Linked DNA regions of Ovis aries: region 1 is linked to region 2. A link is a contact called in public Hi-C data. All regions are on one chromosome and are shown on one strand. The core of a region is the stretch at or near the end of the contact, and the rest is flanking DNA. Distances in the headings are between cores, read along the strand shown.

Region 1 (2,906 bases), core at 79-2,578, 48 kb before region 2:
GTTTAATTAAAGAGAAACACTTAGATCTGGTGTTTTACAAGGTAAAGCAAATAATTTCTCTATGTTAGTCTAATTTATGTAAATATTTCCCCAAAGGAATTGTACCAGGAACCCTCTGTGCCAACTTGGTCCACTTCCTCAGCAGAACCTCCCAGGAATTGCTTTCAAAAATCAGACATCTCCGATCCCATCTCTTCCATCCAGGAAGGTTCACCCTCCCCCAGGTTTTCCCTCTCCCCACCTCCCTACCCCCAACCCCACCTCCCTCTTCCCTGCCCCTCCCCTTCCCTGAGTCTCCTCTCCCCAGGGAAACTACCCCTCAAGGAAGATCTTCTGCCACCATCACGAGGGTCCTCTTTCTCTGAGCGCCCCTCAATCCTCACCACAGGATCCTTTCCCCATCCCTCCTCCACCCCTTCCAGAATCTGCACCCCCAAAACCCCTCTCCGCAGAGTCCTTCTCTGCAACCCAGGGCTCTGTCCTCCCTAGAATGCCAGCCCCAAGGGCCCCCCCCCCCGCCACCGCCCCGCTCACGATGCACCCCTCCCAGGGTCTTTTCCCCTGGTCCACCCCTCTCTAGGGTCTTCCCCAGGGTCCTCCCTCCCCTGAGACCCGTTTCAGCGTCCTTCCTCCCCGGAAGAGCCGGCCCAAGGGTCGCAGCCACCCACCAGACTTACCTCCGAAAGTGCCCGGTAGAGGCTGGACCCTTGGGACAGCACGCCAGCCTCTCACCCTCCTTCACCAAGTCCGTACCCTTGCCCCCTCCCCCTTCCCCAGGAAGTGTCCGAGCGTTCAGGGACCTCCGTTGCCCAGTGCGGACCCTGATCCCGACCGCTTTCGGGGGAGCGGCGCCCAGGACCCGGCCACCCTGACTCGCCACTTTGCGGAGTGCCTCCCCCACGCGCGTTCGCGGCCGGCGTTCCGCCCCCACCCGGTTTCTGCTCCCTTCTTCCTGCGCCACCCCGCCCCCGCCTCCCTGCCCCCAGCACTGCTGTCGCCCCGGCCCCCCAGGCTGTTCCCAGGGCCCCAGCCCGCGCCGCGCCTCCGCCTCCTCCCCCGCGATCGACGGCGCCATGGACCAATCGCTCCTTGCTGCCGGCCCACAAACCCCGCCCTTGTCCCCGCCCCCTTCCCCGTCTACGGAATTCACCAATGGGAAAGACGGCGCGGGGGGCGGGGCCTGTCGGTTGCCTAGCAGCAGCGGCTGGGCGGGGGCGGGAGGCCGGGGGTGGTGAGCCGGGTGCGGCGGGGGCGGGCGCACGGGAGGCGGGGCCTCTAGGGGGCGGGGCCTGGTCGACTATAAAGGAGGCTGCCGGCGGGGCGCCGCGCTCCTGGTCAGGTTCCGTGCGCTGTTTGTCGGGTTTCCTGTCGCTTCCGCAGTCGCCGCTACTTGCGCCCCTCGTTTGGTCAGTGGTGCAGCCGGACCAGCACCATGTCACTGTCTCGCTCGGAGGAGATGCACCGGCTCACGGAAAATGTCTACAAGGTGAGCTACGTGCCACACGCGCCCTCGCGCCCTCCCCGGGCCGTCCCTGGGCCCTCGGGGGTCTAACCGGCGCTGCCGCGGGGACCCAGCGCCGGCCCGGCAGAGGTTGGCTCGGGTCCGCTTGCCCCAACAGCTTCTCGCTGCCCCCGCGCGCCCTTCCGTGCGTCTTCCGCGTGCGCGGGGGCCGGAGCCTTCGGACCCGAGTTGAGTAGGGGTGCGGACTGCGGAGTCCGAGGTCTGCGGGGTCTGGGGCCACGGCTGTCCGTCGCCCTGCGCCCCGCGGTGGCCCCGCCGGGCACGGTTACGCAAGCCTGGGGCACTTTTTTCTCAACAGGCTTTCCCTTTCCACAACTCCTTCTCGGTGGATGTGGCCGGGTGGGAGGTCGCGCGCGGGCAGGTTCGATGGGTAGACAGATAATCCGTCATCTTATGTAACCGCGGAGGGAGAAGACTAATTGTGTGGGAGGCTGGCGCGCCCGCCTCTGCTTCTGATGTGTGAGGAGTCGGCTCTCAGCCCCCGGTGCGGAACGCGGGCGTGTGTGTCGGAGCGCCGGCAACCCGCCGGACCCTCGCCGCCCCCGCCCGGGGCCGGTTTTGCGCCGGTGTGCACGTTGGCAGACACCCGAGTTTCCGTTTCTTAGCATCCATTTTCTCGGTTTGGACCCCCACCCCCACCAGCACAGAGCCAGGCTCCGGAGGCTCAGGGCTGTTCCCGGCAGCATTTCCTCACGGGAGAGTCGTGCCCTGGGCGGTCCACGCGGGCTTCGTACAAAGCCAGGCTCTGTTTCAAAACTGTGTCTGGGGGTTACGCGGGGGGCCGAGGGGTTTCGAGTTGATATTTAGGCGGCGGCTGGTTCATGGCGGCGGAGTGGGATTGCAGCGCGCTGGCAGAGCAACAGTTTCTAATTGTGTTAAACAACTACGCTGTGCCTCCTTAGCCAGCGGCCTGCCAAGCCCTCTTTGCGCGCGGAGGGAGGCCTCTGATGGGCCCTTAGCTTTCAGCTGGAGTCCAGCACGGCCGCAGTCAATCCCAGCTGCTAATAAAGGTTTTTAAAGTTGCAGCTAGGTCACCTGGAAGAATCTGGAGGCCGGGTCAGGGTGGACTAAGTCAGCTCTGAAGCCATGTTGGAGCTGCTGGTAAACAGGAGTGAAGACTGACGAGGAAGCAGCACGTAAAAGGAACAGCCTCTGGTGTTTTTATGTTTGTATCACTTGAGTCAGTGGCATACGCTTTTTGGTCGTGTTGCTCTGTAAATGGTTGTCAGGGAGGGAGATTTATTAAATTATTAGTCATTAGTTTCATTTCCACTTGCTCATTATTGCAGAGGGTGGAAGAGAAGTGCCAGTCTTGGTCTTTTTCCCCCTCTTTTCCCTGCTTTTGCTCCAAAACCATGAGACAGGAACTTTAATGGCCAGAATT
Region 2 (2,700 bases), core at 5-2,504:
CAGCAGGGCTGGCCTGAGGGCCTTTCCCCTCCTGCTCGGACTTTGTTAGGCACACCTTGTGGCCTGGCTGGCCCTGCGGCTGCTCAGGAGGGCCAGGGCAGACTCCTCCAGGGTGGGGGACGTGGAGGCCCGTTTAAGCTGCTCTCTTAGGGCTAGGAGAGTGGAGTTCAGTGTTGAAGGCAGGGTGGTCTGCAGGTGCAGAGGGAGCAGGGTCCCTGTCCTGGTGAGAGTGCTGGGCAGGCAGGCTCACACTGGCAGAGGCTTGAGCTAGGGACAGGGCTGGGGACGGCCCACGCCCAGCAGGCGTTTGCCCTCCAGCTGCGTGCTGCTGCGATGTGGGGGGAGGGCAGGGAGGGGCCAGGAACAGCCTGCACTGCGCCCACCCGGCTCCGCACCACCCACCCATGCTGAGTCAGTCAAAGCTGTGGGGGAGGTGGTGAGTCAGGCGGGGGAGGCCGCCCCCTCGTGGCCCGGGTCTGCCCCTGCCGCAGGATGGGGCTTGATTCTGTGAAGGCTGGTCCCCCCAGCCGGCCGCGGCGCGGTGGAAAGGGATCCCAGTTCAGGACAGAGGAGTCTGTGCCCCTTGTGGAGTGGGCTTGGGGGAGAGAGGGGAGACAGGGAGGGGGCTGGAAGGCTCTCCTGCATCCCAGAGGCGGGGCTGCACACAGACATGGGGGGCCTGCAGGCCTCCCTGGGACAGCTGCCCCCAGTCTCGGTGGAACTGTTACTGGAACTTTCCATCCTGCAGAACCAGAGTGTTCTGGTGTGCTGTAGCATCGAACTGTGCGCTCTGCCCACCCCCGTGGGATTCGCGCGTGAACTAGTCATTCTCGAACGCACAGTGCCAGCTGAGCTGTCCTGGTCTTCCGACTATCGGGATGGCCTTTATGGTTGGTGTTGGGGTCTGAGGGAGGTGCCACACCAGCCTGACCGGGCAGTCTGCCACGTGGTCCCCACACAGGCAGCTGCCAGGGGACCAGGGGGCAGTGGCTCAGCGGGATAGCCTCATGGCCAAAGTGAGTCACACGGCCAAGCGCCCACACCAGTGGGCTGGCCGAGAGGTGTCCTCCCCCTCTGTGGGGCTGCTCAGAACGGGAGGTGATGAAGTGTTGTCCCATTTCGGGCTTATCTGCCTCTCCCACTCCCAGTACATCGATGCCATCGGCAACAAGCAGGGTGAGCTAGAGAGCTACGTGTCCGACGGCTACAAGACCGCCCTCACTGAGGAGAGGCGGAGGTTCTGCTTCCTGGTGGAAAAGCAGTGCGCCGTGGCCAAGAACTCCGCCGCCTACCACTCCAAGGTGGGTACTTGCTCTTCGCGGGGCTGGGCCCTCCCTGGCACAAACTGCCTCCCTGGGGAATATGGGGGCGTGCCCCACCTTGAGCTGTGATGAGGGAACACTGCGTTTTCGATCTCCTCAGGAGGAGAGTTCTGGAAGGACAGTCACCAGGTCAAGGCTGCAGATGTTCTACAACTCCCAGCAGAAATTGCCAGGTGCTTTTTTTGAGAGCAGTTACACCAGTAACTCAAGCTTTGCTGGTGGCTCTGACAGTAAAGAATCTGCTTGCAATGCAAGAGACCAGGGTTCAATCCCTGGGTCAGGAAAATCCCTTGGAGAAGGGAATGGCAACCCACTCCAGTATTCTTGCCTAGAGAATTTCATGGACAGAGGAACCTGGCGAGCTACAGTCCATGGGATCGCAAAGAGTGGAACACGACTGAACAACTAACACTTAAAGTTTCACTGTTCATATCAGTAGCCCACTGAGAGGGTCTTCTCCAGGGAGCAAGTTCCTTGGGAGGTGCTGCAGTACCAGCCCCTATAGAGGCCAGCTTAGCCCCCTGAGGCCAGCACCACCCAGAGGACACATCTCCCCTGAAAAAACAGATAGCTTCAGTGGGGCTTCTGTTCCCCGTAGTCCACAGGTAGGAACTGGAGTGGGGTCAGAGGTGTCATTTGGAACATTCCAGAACATTCTGAGAGCTTAGGTGTGGTTAGGCAGCCCGAGCCAATCAAGGAGACCCTCATTTGTGTCCTTTTTTCCATAAAGGGATTCTGGGGGTAGCACCTCACACGTGTTTGATCTGACTCAGCTTCTGGTCCCCAGGCTGACAGATGGCCTCAGCTTCCACGGAGAGGCTCCTACCTGCCTGGGCCTGCCCGAGGGCCTGCTGCTGCCACAGGTGCAGCGCAAGGACAGTGATGGGCCTTCTGTCCTCTGCAGGGTCAGGGTGGGGCCACCCCGCCGCGTGAGACTTTGCGTTCAGGTCCTGTGCCTGGAGGGCTGGCTGGCAGCGGGGAGGTGCTTGCTAGAGCCGCAGTGCTCCGGCAAGGCCACCGCAGCGCCCACGCGGCTCCAGCAGCCACGCGGCAGGCATGTGCGCCCTCTGGTGGCCGCTGGGCCCTATGGCTGCTTAGCAGAGCGTGGACCCATCCGTGCTAGAAGGAAAGCAGGAAAGCCATCCTTTTCCAGGATGTCACCATCTCTGTTTCCTGCGGGAGGGCAGATCGTGTGTATGCGAGATGACTTCCCAAGAAACTGGACCCCAGCCCCCCAGGAGGTTTGAGAAAGGCACAAGCTCCAGGTCTGGGGCACCAGGGCGTGAAGGCAGAGCCCCACCTGCTGTTCCTAGCAGCAGGCAGCTAACATTTCCCTGTTGCCTGGGTTCAGGCCTGACAGTGACAGGGCCATCAACTG

The links. Hi-C and Micro-C count contacts between places; a contact is called where the count stands out from the background.
Region 1: a contact with region 2 is called in a Hi-C map of omental adipose tissue, with 4 times the contacts expected there. The contact joins the promoter of BAIAP2 here to the enhancer-like site in region 2. A contact is called at or near these places in 12 of 16 Hi-C or Micro-C datasets (blood, hypothalamus, liver and 6 more).

The regions. Positions count from the first base shown.
Region 1 is chr11:51,132,330-51,135,235 of ARS-UI_Ramb_v3.0, reverse strand. It overlaps BAIAP2 (BAR/IMD domain containing adaptor protein 2), which reads left to right and starts at 1,328. Exons shown (of 15, transcript XM_042256772.1): 1 at 1,328-1,486. The coding sequence starts at 1,433. LOC121820699 (a long non-coding RNA gene) reads right to left here and starts at 923. Exons shown (of 2, transcript XR_006061389.2): 1 at 678-923.
Region 2 is chr11:51,084,770-51,087,469 of ARS-UI_Ramb_v3.0, reverse strand. BAIAP2 (BAR/IMD domain containing adaptor protein 2) reads left to right here. Exons shown (of 15, transcript XM_042256772.1): 7 at 1,149-1,301. Among named protein-coding and RNA genes, the nearest start is that of BAIAP2, 48 kb to the left of the region's middle. Within about 2 kb of position 1,254, at least 7 of the 54 cell types and tissues checked have an H3K27ac peak or open chromatin away from gene starts, as enhancers often do.